Regions from separate parts of the Mus musculus genome. Here all the other regions are linked to region 1. A link is a contact called in public Hi-C and promoter capture Hi-C data. All regions are on one chromosome and are shown on one strand. The core of a region is the stretch at or near the end of the contact, and the rest is flanking DNA. Distances in the headings are between cores, read along the strand shown. Region 1 has its middle 33 kb from the start of Cacybp. Region 2 overlaps Rabgap1l (RAB GTPase activating protein 1-like). Region 3 overlaps Rabgap1l (RAB GTPase activating protein 1-like).

Evidence for each region. Hi-C and Micro-C count contacts between places; a contact is called where the count stands out from the background. Capture Hi-C pulls out chosen DNA fragments and counts their contacts.
Region 2: a promoter capture Hi-C map of adipose tissue shows a contact between it and region 1. The contact joins two enhancer-like sites. A contact is called at or near these places in 2 of 115 datasets of contacts at active chromatin or transcription factors (cardiomyocytes and embryonic stem cells) and 3 of 9 other capture datasets (adipose tissue, liver and pancreatic islet).
Region 3: a contact with region 1 is called in a Hi-C map of bone marrow-derived macrophages, with 21 read pairs. The contact joins two enhancer-like sites. A contact is called at or near these places in 3 of 484 Hi-C or Micro-C datasets (Th2 cells, bone marrow-derived macrophages and embryonic stem cells), 1 of 115 datasets of contacts at active chromatin or transcription factors (large pre-B cells) and 2 of 9 other capture datasets (adipose tissue and pancreatic islet).

The regions. Positions count from the first base shown.
Region 1 is chr1:160,244,542-160,247,870 of GRCm38.p6, reverse strand. It overlaps a transcript of Rabgap1l not described here. Among named protein-coding and RNA genes, the nearest start is that of Cacybp, 33 kb to the right of the region's middle. Within about 2 kb of position 1,725, at least 104 of the 459 cell types and tissues checked have an H3K27ac peak or open chromatin away from gene starts, as enhancers often do. A contact at or near this core is called in adipose tissue and bone marrow-derived macrophages, where this site is marked.
Region 2 is chr1:160,439,807-160,443,135 of GRCm38.p6, reverse strand. It overlaps Rabgap1l (RAB GTPase activating protein 1-like), which reads left to right. Exons shown (of 21, transcript NM_013862.5): 17 at 1,170-1,313. Among named protein-coding and RNA genes, the nearest start is that of Gpr52, 140 kb to the left of the region's middle. Within about 2 kb of position 1,830, at least 18 of the 459 cell types and tissues checked have an H3K27ac peak or open chromatin away from gene starts, as enhancers often do. A contact at or near this core is called in adipose tissue, where this site is marked.
Region 3 is chr1:160,395,722-160,399,050 of GRCm38.p6, reverse strand. All of the region lies in intron 17 of Rabgap1l (RAB GTPase activating protein 1-like), which reads left to right. Among named protein-coding and RNA genes, the nearest start is that of Mir1927, 100 kb to the right of the region's middle. Within about 2 kb of position 1,815, at least 20 of the 459 cell types and tissues checked have an H3K27ac peak or open chromatin away from gene starts, as enhancers often do. A contact at or near this core is called in bone marrow-derived macrophages, where this site is marked.

The sequences.
Region 1 (3,329 bases), core at 476-2,975:
TGAAAACCTCCTGTAACTGGGAGCACATCTGGAAATTCTGCTCTTTGTGGCGCGTCTTACCTAACAAAGTTCTGTCTGGAGGGTCTAGGGGATGTTTGTTAAGCTTCACTGGCAGAGAACTGCATCTGCACCGCTGGCTAAACTCACTGTTGTTTCCCAGACAGCAGCTGCTTCCTGTGCCACTGTGCCCGCCCTTCTACACCTCTGAGAGTTCACTTGTTGTCGCTTGTTTCTCCCCTGCCACTTTCTACTCCTACCTGCGGGCTAATGTGGACTTCTGGCTCTCGCTCTTTTTCTTCAGAGGGAGAACCGAAGATTACAGGAGGCCAGCATGAGGTTGGAACAAGAAAATGATGACCTTGCCCATGAACTAGTGACAAGCAAAATTGCTCTGCGGAATGACTTGGATCAGGTGAGTTTGTCCTTCACTGTATAGAAATGATGCTGCAACAGCTCCTTCGGGGGTGAGGGCCACGGTGCTAGCTCTGTTCATTTCTCTTGGTTTATTTGTTCTATTTTTTGTTGTTGTTGTTGTTGTTTGTTTGTTTTTTGTTTTTGTTTTGTTTTGAGCTGAGTTCTCACTATGTAGTTCTGGCTGTCCTGGAACTCACTATGTAGACCAGGCTGTCCTAGAAGTCCCAGAGATCTACCCGCCTCTTCCTCCCAAATGCTGGAGTTGAAGGCATACCCTACTTCCCCTGTGCCTTCTCACACAGTGAGCTGCTGTATAGATACTGGGTGGGTGGCAGGTGGAAGGGGACAGCTTGTGCTAATTACAGAGTGGAAAATGCAAGTCTCGAGAAAGGTTTGGCTTGGTTCCAAACAACTTGTGTGACATACTTTTTTAAATCCTTTATCAGTAATTTTCCTACACCAAGAGCTGCCAGAATAATTACCTAAAAATATTAGTCAGCAAGAGCATACTAATGCCACGTTGACATTTGGAGGCACCTCTCTGTTACAGCCATAATTCTCGTCTGTGACATGTAGAACTGTGTATAAAGAGCATAGATCAAGTGTAGGACCAGGTATGTAGGTATATAGCTTTAATCCTAGCAATTAAGAGGCTGAGTGAGGAAGATTGGGAGTTCAGCCTCATAGTTACCCTGAGCCACCTAAGAGCCTGTCTCATTAAACAAAACAAGGAAGACAACAGAAGGCACTGTTGAACAGTGCCCTGGTTCGAGTCTTGACTGTTCTACCCTGGGCAGCTCTTTATCAGTCTGTAGGTATAAAACCTGTCTACCTCTTGGAGAAGATGTAGGAATTCAGAAAGCCCTTCGGTTCTGTGCCAGCTAGTTTTGGATCAATTTGACACAAGCCGGAATCATTTAGGAGGAGGGGACCTAAGTCAAGAAAATGCCTAGCACAGATTGACTGGGGTCAAGCGTATTTCACATTTTCTTGATGGGTGTGTGTGTGGGGTGCAGGGGAGGGTATGGCTCATTGTGGATGGTACCACCCTTGGGCAGGTAGTCCTGAGTTGTATAAAGAAAGCAGGCTTAGCAAGTCAGGATATAGAAGCCCTTCCCTAATAGCTCCTGGCCTGACTTTCCTCAGTGATGGATGGCTACCTGAAAGTGTAAGCTGAAGTGAACCCCTTCTTCCCTAAGCTTCAGTTGGTCACTGTGTTTTTATCACAGCTCGAATAACCTAAGACAAGTAGTGTGTATTCATTACCTGGTAACTGTCTCCAGGAAACCTTCTGCTTGGTTGGCTTCCCTGGTTCCTCACAGCAGTGCTGACAGTCTCTGGACTTCCTGTTTTCTTCTGCAAGCATTTTCAGAGATGAGTACTAGGATGGAAGCGGTCATGTACACTTTGAAATCTCCTCTGCAGTCTGCTTCCTAAAGTGAAAATGTTCATAATAGATAGGCCCAGGTCAGAAAACCCTAGATGAGTCTCAGACAGTAAATCATTGATGCCTGTGGGCTGACTGAATTTTTATAGGATTTAAATACAAATTCATTGATAATGTCATCAGCTTAAAATTGAAGGATGGCTTAAAATGGTCTCTGCTATGACTTTTTAGTTTCCCAATTTAAACAACTAATTGTGTGACTCAGAGCTTTTAATTTCATTTTAATGTGTTTTTAAGATTGTGCCTGGTATTTGAGGAGGCCAAAGGAGGGAGTCGGATCCCCTGAAACTATAGTTAGGGACCTTTGTGAGCAGCCATGTGGGTGCTGGGAACGAATGTGGATCCTCTGCAAAAGCAGCATGACTTCCCAATACAGATCTCCCGGCCCCAACTCAAAGGTTTTTAAATGGGAGATAAGACCTAAATACTATGGAGAATAATAATAATAGGGCAGGATGAAGCTGTGGGAACCAGCACTAAATCAGATTTTTTTTCTTCTGCCAAGGGCTAGAGATTGAACTCCAGAACTCAGGCCGTGCTAGGCAATTACTTTACCACAGAACCACATCCCCAACCCCTAAATTGACTTTGAAAATGAAGACAAACAAACAAAACCAAATCAGGCTGCTTGGAGCAGAGGGAATAGAAGGTAGAAAAAGAAACCCATTTAGTCCCTTTCAGCTATAGATTCCATTCATCCTGGTCCAGTGGAAGTTGATAGAAGTCATAAATGAAGCATGTGGCAAAGATCAGGAGCTGCGGAAGTCCCCATTCAGTCAGGGCGAGTTCAGCCTGGTCTCAGGGAAGCAGGGCGACATGGAAAGTCTGGGTCATTTGTTCCCTATTAATTGTCTTAAGATGATGAGCTAAGAAGAAAGTGAACATTATGTGGTCATTTGTATTAAGCCTAGAGAATGTTTAAGCAAATAGGTTTTTAGTGATTACTCTCTGTACGCTAAGTAAGCAGTATGCATAATGACTTACACATATTATCTTCTTTAGTATTATTGATAATCCCGTGAAGCAAATGCTTCTTGATGTATCCAGTAGTAGGACATTCATTTCAAACCTCTGAGATTTCGCCATGCCTGAGCACTCACTGTAAAAGCGAAAGCTGTCCTACTAGTCTCTGTAGCAAGGGTAATCAGACATCCGCACAAGTGAGTCTGTTTCTGAAACAAAGATCACCAGTTTAGTAATAACAAGAATGTACAAGTCAGCTCTGCCCTAACTAAACAAATGGCTAGCAAGACCTTTCCTCTGTCCCTCAGTCTGCTAGAGCCTTTCTTGAGCTCCATTTGGCATCTTTTCTTTCTCTGCCTGGCCATGAACCTCTCTGTATTTTGCCTCCTATGTCTGTGTATGCTTACAGTGGCTGCCATTGCTTTTTCAGAGATAGAATAGAGAACAGTCAGGAACCTCAGTGCATGAACTAAACCTTCAGGACACCAGGAGCCACTGATTGCCT
Region 2 (3,329 bases), core at 581-3,080, 200 kb before region 1:
AACAGAGTTAATGAGCAATATTTTACTATGAAAGTTTAATGAATACAACTTCCAGACTATAAAGACATTTATTTTGTTTTATTATTACTTCTCACTTTTCAGACATAAAAGTTGGTTGTTTTTTTTCCAAAAGTTAGTATTCCTTATGTGATTTAAAAGTTAAATAACTATATCTAATATATCAAGTTGGGCTCGATAACAATTTTGATACCTCATTTAAACCATCAAATAGATACATTTCAGTCCTCTTCAATATGAGCATTTGATACAAAAATGGTTGTCTCTCTGTCTCTGTCTGTCTGTCTGTCTGTCTCTCTCTCTCTCACACACACACACACACTACAAGATAAATAGCATTGTTAGGAGCTATTTATCTTGTATTGCACTCTTGTACAGTTTTACTTTGTCATTTTTATATGATCATGATGAGATATTTAAAGAAATATTTATGTATGTATGTATGTATGTATGTATGTATGTATGTATGTATGTATGTATGTATTTATGTATTACCTGGATGCATTTATATTTGTATTTGGGTGACCAAGTCGGCCAGAGAGGGCAGCCGATCTCCTGAAGCTAGAGCTGCGTGTGGATGCAAGGTACCTGACCTGGGTGCGTGGAACCAGCCTCAGGTCCCCTGGAAGACCAGCACCAGCTTTGAGCTCTTAGCCACCTCTCCAGTCCACAGTTAGGTCTTTATGTCTGGTCATGGTTTAGAGTTTCCAAGTGCGCAAATTACTCTAAAAGTATACTGTGTACCTCAGATAACATTGAGAATTTGCAACATTTACAACTGACAAATAATAAAATGATCTAATGTTTATTAAAAGTTCAAATGAAATTATGGTCTGTGAGTATGAAGATATATTTTGTTTCTAGGTGGGTAGGAGGTGAATCCTGTCTCTTACCTTAGTCTAAGAATTGTCATTAGAATGAAGGTGTTCTGAGAGAACAAGATTTTTCCAGGAAGCAGGAACTCTCTTTCATGTTCGCAAGGATAATCCTGTTGCACCCAGTTGTTTCTGTCCACACTCATCTGTCGTGTGTCTATCCCCATCTCCTGTCATCACCTCTGTGCACTGACATGCAGGTGCACACTACAGTTGTTGCAAACGACAATACTTCCTTGGTAATCGTTCTCCTCACCCTTTGCTTTTGGCTTTTAGGAACAGCTGCCAGACCTGTACAGCCACTTCTGTGATCTGAACCTGGAAGCTCATATGTATGCATCCCAGTGGTTCCTCACTCTCTTTACTGCCAAGTTTCCACTCTGCATGGTGTTCCACATCATTGACCTTCTGCTGTGTGAGGTACAGTGTCCAGCTTTCATCCCTATGGCAACATAGAAAAGTCTGCTTAGAAACAGTTATTTTCCTTTTTCATAGTATTAACCCACACTCATGGACCAAAATTCCATTTGAATTTTTAATAAAGATTACATAATTTTACTGTTTGTCAGGAATAAAAATATTAAGGCTTATATAATTTCCATAAAATAAAATTACATGGCTAAATTTGTGTAATTATATTCCTAATAAGCCTATAACTGTGATTAATATATCATCAGTGTAACTTTTGAAAAAGTTAAATGCATTTAGAGTCAGCGGTTTTTACTATTGCTGCACTTATACTACAATCAGGAATATGAACAAGCCCTCCCCCACCCCCAACCCCGTAATTAAGTCCTCCATTTGTTAGTTCCCTCTGTGTGTGTGGTAGTTTTGGTTCCTCCAAGAAAGAAAAATGATAACCATTTTAGATGCTGAGCTCTTCTTCCTGCCCCGCCCTGTCCTCTGCTCTATCCTTCGCTTCCCCTTCCCTTATGACACATGCATCCTGTTGTTTTCTGCGTGCCTGACAAGGATTCTGCCACTAAATTACAGCCTCACCCCATTTATAATTTTAGGCAGTAGAACATATCAATTACTTGTTTTTTAAATACCTTTATTGTTTGTATTTGTTTACTTTATTCTTTTTAGATCCCTTAGTTGACTGGGTATGTTTTATCTGTTTTCTTTGGGACAGTGGTGTGAGGATGGAGCCCTACCTCATCCATGTATATATTCTATCACTGATATACACTCTCATCCAAGTATGTATTCTATCACTGATATACACCCTCATCCAAGTATATATTCTACCACTGATGTATACCCCCACACTTACTTTATTCTTTTAAATAATTTATTACACACACTCTCTCACACACACTTATATTGTATTGTCAGTCAAAATGCTAAAAAATATCTTGGGGTCTCTCTTGAAAGGCAGTTTGCTGGGCCAGGCATGATGGTGCACACCTTTATTCCGAGTACGTAGGAGGCAGAGGGAGGCAGTAGAATCTCCATGAGCTTCAGGACAGCTCAAGCTAGCTACACTGAGACCCTTCTCCATAAGAATAGCCTGCTTGATGAAAAGAAAAGTGAATATTTAAATGAAAGAATAAATTTACACAAAAGTAAGACCACACATTTAAATCACCCTTGACATTAATAGTTTAACTTTAAAAATAGTATTTTGAAAGTACCTAAGCTATATAAAGCCTATCATTTTATATGCAAATATTGCTGAAATTTTCTCTCAAAGGCTCTTGCTATTAGTTGCATTGCATCTGAAATTTGAAAGCATTTTGTAGGTGAAGAAGATTTTGAGTCATTTGTGAAGTACTTTGGTAAGGAAGAGTGGAGTGATTTGCTAGGTCACAGAAAGAGATCTTGATTCCTGATTATATAACAGCGATTGATATTGATTGATAGCACATATATTATCCTGTTCATTTTACTTATAAATTAGTCTAAAAATGGCATTTAAAATATTACCAGTGGAAGAAGGCAAAGAAACTAAAACCTTCTTCAGCATGCTATGATCATCACATTATCCACAAGGGAAACTTGGGTGTTTAGCAAACATTCTGCCCTGACTGACTATTCTGAATGGGCCTTCTCACATTGTAGTACAGTACTCTTTTAAAAAGAAACCGAATTTAGATGTTTGAGTTTTGTAATACTAAATCCAATTAATACTCAAAATTAATTTTGATAAGTAAGTCTTCATAGGCATTATCCCCCATGATACACTGGTTAAGAGCAGTGTTTCCTGAGAGGCGGACCATGTGATAGGCTGATGGTCTTTGCTTTGTCTACAGCCTGAGCTTACCATCAATCACTTCACACTGTTTTCTGAAAGAGATTATCTGGGTTCATGCTAGATTAGACTGTGGTTTCATTACAGAGTGTAGAGTGCATAGTTGTGCTAAATGGATTTCTCTATTGCTTATGGTAGACTAGTAATGCTGTAGTTTAGTTTGCTGGATGAGTGACTTTCTG
Region 3 (3,329 bases), core at 566-3,065, 150 kb before region 1:
GGGAAATTGAATTTCCAAGTGTGGGCTAGGATTATATCCTACGTGAGAAAAGGTGACATTTGTGGAGATTTTGACCAAGGTTTTATTCTTTGTGGTTTTGGTCATTATGTGTCATCTAGTTATGTAGCATACTGACATTGGTGAAATTTTGTAAAAGGTATGCAGAAATTCTTGGAACTGTGGTTTTTTTCAGACATTTTCCTAGTTAAGTTATTTCAATGAATGTTTTAAAAATTAAAATCACTTATTAATTTTGTTCATGGTCTCATGAGTTAAAGATTGGGGAAAGCTCAGCTATATGACCAATTTTTGGTTCACGTGGCATGAATTAGAACATATAATTCACTTCTTTTATATATCAGCATCTTGGCAATCCTTGGTCTATCAGTGACATTGTCTGGTCCACCATGCCCTCTCATTGTTCATCTTAGAACATGAAGGTCTAAGTATTCTTGTCCTTCCTATGCCATAGCAAGAGTGACTAGTCAGAGAGAGCAGAGAATCAGTCCCTGAATCCAGGGTTCAGAAGCAGGCCTTGCATCCCTCCCACCGTATTCGCTCATCAAAGCAGTGACATAGTTCCCCAATTCAGAGAGTCCAGAGGCCCTACCTCTCAGTGGGAGAAGTGTCAGGGACTTGTAGCCATCCCTCACCACCACAGGTACCTACCGGAAGTTTTACTGAATAAGCTTACAATGAAGTGAATGAGAATCCCGAGGATCTGTGTCACGCTGACAGTCCTAATTCTGAACCTGGCGTTAAGAGCTAGCAACAGTGTGGTGCCTCTGAGGCTCAGTTTTTCTGGCTCAGAAATGGTAACAATTACAAATATTGCACAGATTTATAGAGGAGGACTCATGGAGAAAAAAAGCCATAAAGTGCTGAAGATGGTAGGTTAATGAATGTCCTAATAATACTAGCAATTATCAGATGTGCTTGTCACTTGATTTGATTTTAGTATGCTGTTTTCTTTGGTCAGTATATCTTCCATTCCTCCTGCTGCCCGTGGCATCCTTTTATCTTGGTCCCTTCAGATTTGTTGACCTTGCACTCCATTGGTAACTTTCCTTTCCCACATGCTGACCCAGGTGTTGATGTGCATGTGGCCCTTTCTTGACATGACCTTGTCTCCCCAGTGCTGTCAGCACGGCTTTTGATAGCGTCTCTCATAAGCTGCCAGCTTTCTCTGAACCCACGGTTGTCTGCTCATCACAGCCAAATGTTCAGTCTTTCTTTCAGTGAGTGCTCAACTGCCAGCCTTTATTTATGTAGGATTGTGAGGGCTTAGTAGTTAGTCTACCCAGGAGCACTGTCATCTGCACATTAGAGCTCAATTTGGGGCAATTAGTTGTAGGTGTTCTTTAAGGCAAACATGTTGCCAGACTGTGACTGGATTATGAAACTGCAGTGTCCAGATCAATTAAAGAACCATTTCTTCATGAACACAAGGCTGATTTCAATCTGCCATCACTAGAGGAAAGTGATAACCCATTCTTTCTGCAACAGACTGGATTGTTATTGTCTCATATCCTGACAGCAGTCAGCCACTTTTTTGTGAGTGTTTTCAATATTGAAACAAATGATAGAGTTTTGTTTGGGTGCAATGCACCTATTTTTACTTTCTGCTCTGTGGTTTTACTTGTATTTAAATGGAGGACTTCCTTTAATCCTTTGAATTTGGAGGATACATTAAATAATACTGAGATAAGGGTAAATTTCCTTATTGTCCTCTAAGCTTTTTACTGCTGTAATATGTGCCTGAGATAATCTACAAAGAGAAAAGGGTTCTTTTAGCTCACAGTTTATAAATTTCACTGTGTGGTTAGATGACCTCATTTCCTTAGACCTATGGTTAGTAGCACGTCATGACAGCAGTTCAGAACAAAACCTCTTTTTTTTATTAGATATTTTCTTTATTTACATTTCAAATGTTATCCACTTTCCTAGTTTCCCCTCTGAAAATCCCCTCTCCCCTCTCCCCCCTCCCCCTGCTCACCAACCCACCCATTCCCGCTTCCTGGCCCTGGCATTCCCCTATACTGAGGCATAGAACCTTCACAGGACCAAGGGTCTCTCCTCTCATTGATGACTGACTAGGCCATCCTCTGCTACACATGCAGCTAGAGCCATGAGTCCCTCCGTGTGTTTTCTTTGGTTGGTGGTTTAGTCCCAGGGAGCTATGGAGGTTCTGGTTAGTTCATATTGTTAGAACAAAACCTCTTAACCTCATAACCAGAAAGTATAAGGGGGGAGGAAGTCAGAGTTCCACAATCCTGTTTAAGGGACCCAGAGACCTCTACTCAGCACCACCATACAGGACTCTGTCTCTCTCTGTGTCTGTGTCTGTCTCTCTGTCTCTGTCTGTCTGTCTCTGTCTCTCTGTCTCTCTGTCTCTGTCTCTCTGTCTCTCTCTCTCTCTGTCTCTCTCTGTCTCTCTGTCTCTCTCTCTCTCTCTCTCTCTCTCTCTCTCTCACACACACACACACACACACACACACCAGTAAAACATAGGGTGCTACTTTGAGATCTATGCTGTAAATAATCATTTGTTACTGAGTCGCCTTCTCTGACTTAGTGCTTTATAAGATGACATTTATAACTGTGCTGCTTAAATTACCATCCGTGATCTGTAGCTTGTACTGGGCAGCCCTAGAAAATCCACATGGATTTCTGTAAAGCTGTTTTTTGAATTTTGAAGTAAGGCTTCATTGTGTAACCCAGGGTGGCTTGGACCTTCCATCCTCCTGCCTCATCCTCTGATTTCTGGTAGATGTACTACTATTCCTAGCTCATCCTGGAAATCATAATTTCTTTTTGTGAAAGCTTAGGGTTGATGTGTGAGGAATAAAGATATGTTTTTAAGCCAGGCAGTATTGGTGCATGCCTTTAATCCAAGCACTTGGGAGACAGAGGCAGGTGCATCCCTGAGTTCAAGGCCAGCCTGGCCTACAGAGTGAGTTCCAGGACAGCCAGGGCTACACAGAGAAACTGTGTCTTGAAAAACCAAAACCAAAACCCAAGCCAAACCAAACCAACAAACAAAAAACAACCCAGCCAACCACCCAAACAAACAAAATAAGATATGATTTTAATGTAATTAACCCAGATCTTGGCACATTTAAATACTAATTCATGTATGTATATATATATATATATATATATATATATGCATATATATGTATATATATATATATATATATGCTCTTTTGTTTGTTTTGTTTTGTTTTAAGGCAGTCTCACATATCTCTGGGTTGGCCTTGAACTCACAGATACTAATAGATATCCTTTAGCTGGAACTAAAGGTATATGCCAGTACACCTGGCTTATAT